Linked DNA regions of Rattus norvegicus: region 2 is linked to region 1. A link is a contact called in public Hi-C data. All regions are on one chromosome and are shown on one strand. Each heading gives the region's core, a stretch centred on a gene start, on an enhancer-like site or on the middle of the called end of the contact. The rest is flanking DNA. Distances are from core to core; before and after follow the strand shown. Region 1 overlaps Bckdhb (branched chain keto acid dehydrogenase E1 subunit beta). Region 2 holds the start of Tent5a (terminal nucleotidyltransferase 5A).

Region 1 (5,675 bases), core at 805-3,304:
GGAAAGTTATGCAGAGGGTAGGATTGCTGTTGTAACAGTGTAGCATCTACTGCAGGAAGGAGAAGGTGTTTAGGCATTAGTAAATCTCCTCAGACTACTTTATAAACTCTCTCTCTCTCTCTCTCTCTCTCTCTCTCTCTCTCTCTCCCTCTCTCTCTCTCTCTCTCTCTCTCTGTGTGTGTGTGTGTGTGTGTGTGTGTGACTCGTGCTTGCAGTAGCTAAGTCCTTCAGTGTCTCAAGGTAAAGCAGTTGTAGTTAAGCTGAGTATCTCTAGTACAAAGGCTTGTGATAGATACAGTGCATGATATTCTGCACTGTTGGGTCTTCACTGAGCCAACACTGAGACAGTTAACAACTGATAGCCAAGCCAGTAAAGACAAGAGCAAACAAGCAAAACCTAAACCGAGATACTTAACTCACAAATCTGTCACAGCCGCACATCAAGAACGAGATGGCTCAACGGCAACTCGTAGCTCATGTAACCACTGAAATGTGTGCCCCTTTGGAGAAACTGCAAGAGCTGTGGGGAAGCATATGGGTTTTCCTCTGGCCAACTTTTGTCCTGATAAGCCCTTTGCTCTCTCATGGCCAGTTTTCTTCAGCCTGGGCCTATGCTCTTAGCTACTCCAGCTGTAACATCCTGAATAACTTAAGTCACAAACTTCGCTCTGTTTAGACATTAGCACAATGGCTAATCTCAGTATTTTTGCATTCAGTAAGGAAGCTATATTCTATGGTGGTGATTCAGTCAATGAACATGTTGTTTGCTTTGCACAAAACCAGGTAGATTTTGTCCCTAAAACTAGGTCATATTGTTACCACCACAGAAGGACAAGCATGTTTCCAGAACACTGGTTCTTGCGTATCTTGGGAAGAATAGTTGCCATGGTGATCTCATAATCTCTGGAGGGAATTCGATCATGGCCTTAAACAACCCGCAAACCCACTGAACTTGGAGCACCCCTCTGCAAAGGATTTCCTTCTGCAGAAATTATTCGCCTTACTGAAATATAGTTTAATTTCCGCAGTGCTGGTTTGTCATAGCTTTGGTTAGTATTCTAACCAATTTTAATTGCAATTAAATGCAATTAGTTTGCGTTGACGACTTTCTGGGATTTTCAAGAATGAGGTTAGCTACATTCCATGCTAGCTGTTCTGCGAATATACTCTCAAATACACAGAATGCTCTACGCTCTTATTCCTACAAGCACGTTGAGCTTAAGCAAACCAGTCTAGCAAAGATGCGTTTCAGCGTTTGCGGTTTGAGACTTTCAGACTTTCAGACTTTCGGTGTATGTTTCCTAAGAGCAGGGAGCCCTCCTGTCTGTGCAAGGCTCCTGGAGAAATGACGGACGGGCAGGGCTGCACGGGCCTTCTGTGCAGTACTGTATGTGCAGTCGGTAGTTCTGAACCAGCAATTGCCTGGCGAGCAGATTGATGTGTGAACACTGTATTTACAGCACCGAGACCGCACATTTGCTCTGCAGCTGTGTTTAACGGTTATCAGTTTGGCGCACAGCGTGATTATTTTGGCGGGAGAACACACACTTTGGACCCCTTTTGGCAGTGCCGAAGTAACTGAAGTACCTGCTGTTGAGATGAGTCATGTGCACTTAATTAGATTTGCTACGTAATTAGCCTTGGAGGAAACCTAGGGAAAATCCTTGTGGGCTGGCGATTTGTTAAGTCAGATGTAAGCGTGTTCATTTTGGAGAGTGGGGATTGAAAATGATGAGATTCAAGTGCTTCGGAAACTCTGATTCATATATGCACATACTCGCACATATACGCATTTGATTATGTGTGCACATATATATGTATGCACAGACGCAGAGAGACAGGCAGGCAGGCAGACAGACAGACAGACAGACAGAGACAGACACATGCGCTTTTAAAAATGAAACTTTTCCAGGGGCGGCTGGAATGTTTACCTCAGACAGCTAGGATTTGTTTGCTCCGTGCAGCTCCATCTGTGCACGTTAGTGTCCACTTGATGGAACTTACATACGTGTTCAGCTCGCTTTCCACTGCTGCCGGGAGCCCACAGCTCCTTAGTAAGCACCCAGTGTCAGCTTCGGGGGCTGTGCGACTAAGCAGGAGCTGAGGCTGGTGTCTGTGCTCTGAGACAGGGACCCGGTACTGCACTAAAGTTTACACTGATTCTGCACTTGTGTCATCTCGGTGGCTTGCTCTGTTGCCTGTTGTTTTGGTTGTTAAAAAAAAAAAGAATTTAATTTAATTCTCAAAAAACATTTATTTAAATACTTTAGAGATCTTATTCTCTAGTGGTAGAGTCCTAAAAAAAATTCAGTTAAGTGTGGAGAACAACTATAAAATATTTACTGTGAGGAGATTAAATTTTATTCCCCAATTTAAGGCAAAGCCAGACTAAGACTTGCAAACTCTGCGCATTTAAAGTATTTCTCCAGCCTCTCAAAAGGTGGTAATATTTTAATCAAAAAAACCTAGTTCCATAAATTCATCTAAACTATCTCATAAATAAAGAAATAAATAAACGGGGGCTGGTTTCCTTTTCTTCTGAAGTGCTTTTGTGATTTGAAACTCACTATAGAAACCATCAAACTTATGTGGACAGCCCCGGGCTGGAATCAAGCTGTGATCCCACACTCACGTACTTCGCAGTGAAGTTAACTAGGAACAAATTCCTTCCAGGCACACCATACACATCTTCTCAGAAAGCATCTTCAAAAAAAAATGTCTTCAAGCCTGCAAACCCACTTGCTGTGATTCTAATTAAAGAAGGCTGTCCAGTCCCCACTGTCTGAGCCCTCTTCCTCGCTACCCTTCTGCTGCTTATGAGAGTTAAAAAGAAAAAAGAAAAAAACAGATCTCACTTCCGCTCGAAAAGAAACACATGGCTCCTGTTCACAGGTGCAGGAGTAACAAACCACGGAATCACCTTGGATCCAAGCAAGAGTCTTTGAATACTAGAGACTGCGGTCTTTCACGGTGCACCTGCATCGGGTGAGCCCCACGGGTTTAAGTCCATAGCAATGTGTGCGTACCTGTGTGAGGTTGGCTCTTTACCCTCCCAGACTGTCTCACTTGTCACCCCCACAGGGACGTTAGGAGGATTAAGCCAGACTATATAGACCGTTAATGCTAATGTATTATCAAATAGGAGTATCTGTTTAGTTACTGTTTAGGCTGGGTTAGTACTTAAGCAGCTTCTCTCTGTATATATACATGGTCCTTCCTGGAACTCAAAACGGACAGCTTCATTCTTTCCCCCCTCTGTATTTCTCCATGTTGTTTTTCTGGCTGTTCCTTGCCTGTGTTGAGTACACGTGAGACTGTTTGAGGCCATTCTCGCTTAGACACATCATTAGCTATGACATAATGACCAGTACTTGAACCCCTGTGGCCTCTGGGGTGGGGGTAGGGGTGGGGGTAGGGGTGGGGGTAGGGGTGGGGGTAGGGGTGGGGGTAGGGGTGGTGGTTTAGTACTTTCTGCTTTAGCCACAGATTCTTCATTGGAGGTCCTGATTCAATTTATGGAAGTCAGCCCCTAGCAAGTAGGATTTAAAAAGGATAAAATGGTAGTAATTAAATGTTCTGATCCATCTAAACGAAACACGCGAATGTTACCTTTATATTGCTACCGTTTCTTTAGCTCACCTCAAGTTCCTTGCTAACGGTGCCTTTCATCAGATCTTTCTACACTTAACTATAAAAGTATTAGGAGCCAGATGTCAGCCGCCAGCCACCCTTCTGTTAAAGCTGTGGTTTTATCCTCTTCGTTGGAAGTTTATCTGTTCTGAGCACGCAGCTCGGCTGTGCTAAGGCGGCATGCAGAGCTGAAATCGTCTTATCAGCACCTATTTTCTCAATTACGAAGAGTACGGAAAAGGCCATGGATTCGAGCCATCCCTGGACTCCTGAAACACTAACAGGAAACTGCAAATTCATAAACATTCAACGTGAAACGCGTTTTTGTAAGAAATAGCCAATTTTAAGACAGAAACGTCACTAGAGAGCAAAATGTACTTTGGATCATGCGTTTCATTTGAATGAGATGCTAGCAGTCGCTGCAAGGGCTGCATTTGTTTTCACAAACAGGCCACACATAGCAGGATGCTGAAGTCATATGCATCTGAATGACGAGAGTCTCCACCTGCCCCTTTGCAGCTTCTGTCACATGTCTCTAACACAGACTTCATTTATTCAATGACTGAACTTTATGAGTAGCAGCAGACAGCAACATCAGGTTTCTGACCAGACATCCTCCAAGTGATTGATGACAATATGTAACATTTATTTCTGCTGGGCTTTATGGTTAAAATTGAAGTCATCTACCTACTGGCCAGAGTCACACTACTGCCTAATGTAGCCACTAAGGTCAAACTCGAAAGGTTAGGGTGCTGTGGCCACAGAATTAACTTTTTAGAAAAGCGTTCCACTTCATAAAACATTGACGTTGTCTGTTGGCATCATACATATGTGGTAAAATGATCACTCTCTCCTGCGTTGCTTTTGGGGTGGGTGTGTGTGTGTGTGTGTGTGTGTGTGTGTAGCAAGCTCTTTTGACATTTCTTTTTAAGCATAAACAACAACAGATAAGTTTAACATGTTTAAAGAGAAGGATTTTACAAACCTTGATTTTTTTTCCAAGACTAATTTTTGAAATAACAAATGCTTTAGCCACCTTTAAAAAAAAATCAGTTTCCTGTTTTTGTTTTTGTTTCTTATTAGAAAGACAGGGACAGTTCGAGAGGACTCCGTCTGTTCTTTTTAGTTTCAGTTTACAGTTAGGTTTGAAACTTCTTAAGAACAGGTTGCAAAAGCCAGTGAGTGCCGGCCACTCAGTAACCCGGCAGTTCGAAGATGGAGCAACTCCCTGTCAGGAGACAAGGGTCGTCTTGCTGGGAGGATGCCGACTTCTGACTTTTGGACATCTGGTGGTGGTAGACTGAGACCCCAGGAATTTTATAGAAAAACATGCAGAAACACGGCTTTTTTGCGATCACCCGAAGTCACTTTTCAGGAGAATTTTCATTTGTCGGTGCGACAAGCACACCGGAAATCCTACCTTATAGAGAACAGAGCTGTTTGCTCCCGAGGGGACCCCAAGCTGTTGCTGGCTTATGTTTATCATTATGTGTCCGCATCCTAAGGAAATTTTGCCTTCCCATGCCGCCGCCGCCGTGGTCCGTGCTCCTTTCTATAGGAAGAATTTGAACTGTAAAATTTGAGAAGCCTCGGCGTCTGTGGAAATTTGAGATCCTTGCCTTCCCCCTCTTCCCTTCATATAACATATTTTAACAAAAGCATTGCGTCCCAGTGTGTTCTACATGTCGAATTACACATATTTTATCTCAGAGGAGTCTCAGCCTCGGACTGCAAACTTGTGAAGCCCCAAAGCCCCTTCAGAGGCCGGTTGTCATCAGTCAGTGTGCTGCAGGAAGATTTAATGAGGAAATTAATTTTAAGTCATTGTTTCTTTACCATTTATTGAAAGTGGTGGGCATCGCAGATCACAGTTCACGACTAAGGGGGCAAGTCTGAAGTAGGACAAAAATTTTTGCAGCTTTTACCTGGGAAACCAAAGTGATATTGATGAGTGCTAGGTCCTATGCTTGTGATGCCTAATTTAGAATTCATGAAAATCGAAATGAACTAATTTAAAATCTATGCATCCCTAGATCATCGCAGTA
Region 2 (5,675 bases), core at 2,169-4,668, 1.2 Mb after region 1:
GACTGAGCTGTTTCTGTGAGGAAAACAGGATCACTCCAAAGGGAGCACTTGCTGCTAGACAGATGGTAATCCCTACCAGTAGCCCTGCTTTCCCTGGTCACTTTCTGACCTCCTCAAGTGATAGGCAAGGCTTTCTTCCTCAGCATTTTCCCATTGTGAACGCCATCTTAAAAGTTTCCCCACCATTCCCCTTCCCTATGGCAGAGCTATGGGAGTAGTTGCTGCAAACCCATATTGTCAAAATCAAGCCGGTTTTTTTTTTTAATTCTCTTGTTATTTTGGGAGAATCTGGCTGCTTTCCCTAACAGGCCTCTTTTTGTTTCAAGATACAATCCGATTGGATAGAGACCATAGGTGGAGAGGGTGACGAGTTGAGATCATGCTCCCTTATGTATGGAAAGATCCCCAAGCATTGCCAACTTTAAAATCGGGAGCAAGTCCTCAGTGCACAAAACACATCCCTAATTAGGGCCGGGTCACTCCCCTTTTTTGGTGTTGTTTCATAATTTTTCTTCCTTTTTTTTTTCATTTTACTATCTTTGAAATGGCTTCCCCATGGGACATTTTTAAATGATTCTTAATTGCAGGGTAACCAAGTAGAATACGTCTGCTGCTGGCATGTGAATACTGGCTGAACCTGTGCGATGTAGTAATTGCTAAAGTTAGCATCTGCGACATAGGGGGCCGGCTGGTAATAGCAAGTGACATTAGCCACATTAGGAATGACATTTTGGTCAGCTAGCACCCGGATTGCCAGCATGGTGATAAGGTTTAAAGTCTGCCTTCTCTCATGTCCCATCAGGCACACCGTACTCTCGTTTACCACTCCGTGGAGGGTCATGAGATAGTCATACTTGCGGTCTTCCAAGCCCACGAAGTGGTTCTGCAAGTAGGATTCCAGCTTTCTCTGCTGCTCTCCGATGTCTGAGAAGTCAATAAAGAACCTGGAACACATGTACCTCTGAAGGGTCTTGATCTCCTCAGAGGCAGGCCTGAAGCCCCGCACTAAGAGGTTGCAGTACTTAAGCAGGCCTCCTCCTCTTATTTCCTCGGGGTTTCTGGTGGCAATGATCTTGTTGCAAAGGTGATCGAAGGCTTCGTGGAAATCACCGTAGACACTCTCGCCGATTATGGTGGGGTGAAATGTCTCGGTCATTGGGTTCTCTGAACACTCGTAAAAGAGGAGAAGAGAGTCTAATTTGATTTGAAAAGAATCTACACTGAATTCAAACTGCCTCCGGAGGGAATCCACAAACTTCAGCTCCACATTTTTGCCGCTGTTGTTTGACAGGGATATAAGGCTCCACCGGTCAGAATCATTGCACACTTTAACCATTTTCTGCACATACGCTTCCTAGGATGTAAAAGATAAAACAAGAAAAAAATGAGCAAAGCTGGAAAAGGAACAATAAATGCTTCTTTGCTGAGAATTATTTTGCCCCTTCCTGTTTGTTTTGTTAAGTTTCAGCAAAACACTACCTACAAGCTTAAACAGACTTCGGAAAACAGGGGGAAAAAATACATTTAACGAGTAGTTTTGCCGTCTGGGAAAGAGACTAGAAGTAATAGTTTGAGGCTTTTGGCAGACGCGGCAGCATACTAAGACGTTCTGTTGTCATGTCTGACTTCAAATGTTATTTTTTGAAGATGGTCTAATAGGCACAATATTCACTCGCTATCCACAGAAAGGCAGACACTGTCGTGGAGTCCGCCTCTCACACCCTTGCCTCCAACCACGCAGTTCTCCTCCCCCTTAGGCAATCAATCTTATCAGTCTCTCCAGTAACACACTACACTCACAGCCAAAGAGGAACTAAATTGCCTTCAGACAACTTTAATTAATTATACAAAATGCCACCTAAACCGAAGGGGAGGGGCACACTACTATGCCCTCAACTCGTGAATTCACAGGGAAAAGCACCAAATATCTTAAACGCTGGAGTCAGTTGAATCCAGAGTAGGAATCTATTCATATTTTCCAATACAATAAAAAACCATTGACTCAGTTCTGCTTCGGGCTGCTATTTTTCCCAAAGTCTAGATCACAAGATGACTCAAAAAAATTATTTACATCATTCCATCCTTCCACCAATCACATTATACTCTGGACACGAGTCCAGGAAGGAAAGTCAAGAGTTAAACCATAGAGAGAAGGAAGAGAAGGAAACGCAGAGGAGGAAGCAGAGTTGTGGTGCTGGAGCTCCCAGGAAACTAAAACACTCCATAGCACTCACGCACATTAGTACACTCGTGAAAAAAAGAATAAAAAAATAAATAAATGTACTCCCTACGGCCAAACGGTCCGCAGTGAGGGCAAATCCGGCTTGCTTTCTCCCCGCCCCCGGCCCGCCACTGTGCCCAAGCCCATCAGGTGGCTTTACCTTGAGAGTGAGCGGCGTGATCTTCTCCTTGTTCACCCCTTCGGGCAAGAAGTCTAACAGGCAATCCAGCACGACGTCCTTCACAGTCTGAAACTCTTCTTCCCCACGCAGGTCGGCGCAGAAGATGAGGTCCAGATCCTTGTAGCCCAGGCCGCTGTCTTGGTGCAGGACGTGACTGGCGGCCGAGCCGTTGAGGCGCACGTCGCGGACACCTATGCTCTTCTCCTCCAGGCGCCTCCGCACCACCTTCACAATCAGGCTCGGCTGCAGCTCGAGCGTGGGGAAGTTGCCGCGACCGTGGATCGGGATGGTCTCGCTCAAAATGCCGTCCAACCGCTGCACTTGCTCCCAGTTCAGCACGTTGCAGTGCGCCGTGGGGCTTTCGCAATAGTCCGAGCAGCGGTCGCCGAAGCTGCCACCGCCGCCGAAGTCACCACCCAGAGGGATGTAGGGGCCGCCGGTCAGCTCGTCCTCTGCCATGGCAAAGTACCCTTCGCTCTCAGCCATGTAGTGCCCGCCGAACGCCACTTGGCCTTGGTCAGTCCTAAGAGGAAAGAGTGGGTTTAGGGGAGCGGCAGGAAGGTGTGCGGGTGCGGGGACCGGGGTCCCGCCCAGGGGCCTGGGCTCCCCCTCCCCGATCATGACGTCCCAGGAGCTGCCCATAGGAGCCCTCCTCCCCCCACCGACCCCAGTGCCCAGCCGCGCGCCGCGCCCCGCAGAGCAGCCCCGCACCAAAAGTATCTCTGATGCATCTGGAAAGCACAAGCGAGAGTCCCGTCTGTGTCACCTGGAGGCGGCCGCCCCTTCTAGGAGCGCAGGCGAGCGAGGAACCGCGAGGCGGACACACTTCGCAGGAACTGCGAGTGCGCTCGGGGCAGCGGCCCGAGACTTCTCTGCGCCGACCCCCGCCGCGCCCTGAGCGTTCCCGCCCCTTGCCCGCGCCCCGCCCGCGCCCCCGCTGCGGTGGTCTCGGAGGTGGCGGCTCTCGACGCCGCCGATGCCACCGCGCACACTCGCGTCTCTGGAGCTTTAGCAGTTGTGCGGGGGGAAATGTCTTCAGTACTTTTTTTATACCGGGCTTCTCCGCGCTTCCGGGGCCCTTGCGCGCAGTGCTCGCCACACCCTCTCATTTGCATAGAGCACCGCCCCCCAGGGCTGGGTGGACAGTCGCCCGAGCTCAGGGCTGCTGGAGCCAGGCCAAGGTGCGCAGCCCCTGGCTAATGTGCACAGACAGATGCCTGTGGCTCCTACGTGTAGATCTGTCCATTTCTGCACGTCCGCACACACGCACACGCGCACACACACCCCTGAAGAGGAGACACTTTGCCTCAAATGTGATAGATGTCCATCAAAACTGGATCAGGGTTAAAAAATCATGCAACTATAGAAACTTCCCAAGCCTAGCCTTCTGGCCGGGTGTAGCGCGTCATTTGCCGAGTAACTCTGGGTCTCCTGGAGGTTCCCCCAACAGTGTCCGTTTGTGGCTAGACCGCCGATTCCACTAAGGACCCTGGGCCAAGTGTAGTCTCCAGAGGCAACTGATCACGCACGTCAGTCTCCGTGCGGGAGGGGGAGGGTTTACTGAGAACTGAGTTTCGATTCTCGAAACCTCCAGAAGTGCTGGGGAAGTCGGATGCCAGCCAACCAGCCTGAGTGCGCGTCCAGCTGCTGCGCGCGAGCCGGGCAGGCGCGCGTTACCTATCACACAGCTACAGGAGCTCGCGGCCAACCGGCGGGGTCTCGGAGCGCAACCCAGCAGTGCAGGAAAGCGGACCCAAGGGTGGCGGTCCTTCGGCTCAGACCCGAGGGACGAAGTGCATTCCTAGCAGTCTCTAAGATTCTCAGTTCTCGAGTGAATAAAACCTCAATGATCTAGGTAGGGTCTGGCTCCTTACCAGCCATAAAGGGCAAATCTAAAAGACGCGAAGTTTCTCCCCTCCAGCTTCAGTCGCCAGTGTAGCGCTTAAGGATTGGAAAAGGTTATCTGCGCGCTCTGGCACCACAATGTTTGCTAGAAAGCTCCGGCTTTCCCTTGTCCACTTCCTCCGCCGCCCGCTGCCTCTGTACAAAGTAATGCTTTGCAGTCCTTGCTCCAGGTAGAGGCTGTGGGCCGAGGCAGTCAGGTTAGAGAGAGGTCCTGGAATGAACAGCCATTACCCCCATGACCCTAGACAACTTCAGAGAACCAGCCTTTGAATTTAGGGAGCCCTGGCCTACAAGCCCAACCTGTGTGGCTCTGAGTTGAGGGATGGGATGCAAGGGTGTCGCCCACGCGGATCTAGCTGCGTGACAACGCCGCCCCCTGCTGGTGCCCTGTGGAGCTGTGAGTCCACAAAATGAAGACACTCTACTAGAGGCCAGGCTTTCTTAGCATAGGCCCGGCCTAGGCCAAATTGAATTGAGCGATTAAGGATCCCTGGACCCCTACATTGTTCTCAAATCCCGCTACTTCCTTTCAGGACATGTCCAACCATGAGCAGTGCCTAGCAACACATTTCGTATATACGAAATGTGTGTGTGTGTGTGGGTGTGGGTGTGTGTGTGTGGGTGTGTGTGGCAATCACACACGAGCGTGTATGGCACAGTCTTACTGGGTAGCTCCAATTGGCCTCAAAATCAACATCCTCTGAAGTGATGTGATTACGTTTGTGAGCCACCACCTTCCACCTTTAGCTCTTCCCACACACCTCACAGTCTTCAGGTCAAGAAGAAGGCGTCAGTGCCATGGGGGATTGGGAATAAAGGGGTTACAAGGTAATGATCGCCTCCCAAATTCATAACTTTCATACGTACGGGATCAGGTCTTGCACAGCCATCTGACTGTGAATGCTATTTAGGCTTCATTGCCGAATGAGATATCCCTGGCTTAGTTCTTCCTTCTCAGGGGAAACTGAGGCAAGCAACTGCAGCAAGGCCGGTGGGGGCAGGGAGGAGGGCAAATAAGAGAGGAGACTACTACTCTGGATACAGAGAGAGAGAGAGAGAGAGAGAGAGAGAGAGAGAGAGAGAGAGAATATAAAAATAGTTTCTTGATAAAGTATCAGGAAATATTTTCTTCTTGATAATTTTGAGTTTTCTTAAAAATAATGTCAAAGAGGCTAGTCATAGATTAAATACATTGCATTTTTTTAAAAAAAAAAAAAGCAATAGTTCAGCCCCACTCTCATTACTTTGCATGGTATTTTAAGCTTCCATCAAAAAGAACGGAGAAAAATAAAGCTGAAACTAGAGTAGTGTGTGAGCCGTGAGTTCTTTGCTCACACCTGCCATGTATCCTATGAGGCTGACGGGCTC

The links. Hi-C and Micro-C count contacts between places; a contact is called where the count stands out from the background.
Region 2: a Hi-C map of the Rat2 cell line shows a contact between it and region 1, with 6 times the contacts expected there. The contact joins the promoter of Tent5a here to the enhancer-like site in region 1. A contact is called at or near these places in 5 of 12 Hi-C or Micro-C datasets (the A7r5 cell line, the Rat2 cell line, Schwann cells and 2 more).

What each region holds. Positions count from the first base shown.
Region 1 is chr8:93,892,662-93,898,336 of GRCr8, forward strand. All of the region lies in intron 9 of Bckdhb (branched chain keto acid dehydrogenase E1 subunit beta), which reads left to right. Among named protein-coding and RNA genes, the nearest start is that of Bckdhb, 170 kb to the left of the region's middle. Within about 2 kb of position 2,055, at least 10 of the 93 cell types and tissues checked have an H3K27ac peak or open chromatin away from gene starts, as enhancers often do.
Region 2 is chr8:95,105,682-95,111,356 of GRCr8, forward strand. Tent5a (terminal nucleotidyltransferase 5A) reads right to left here and starts at 3,419. Exons shown (of 3, transcript NM_001106844.1): 1 at 3,114-3,419; 2 at 2,382-2,925; 3 at 1-1,354. The coding sequence starts at 3,133. The coding sequence ends at 578.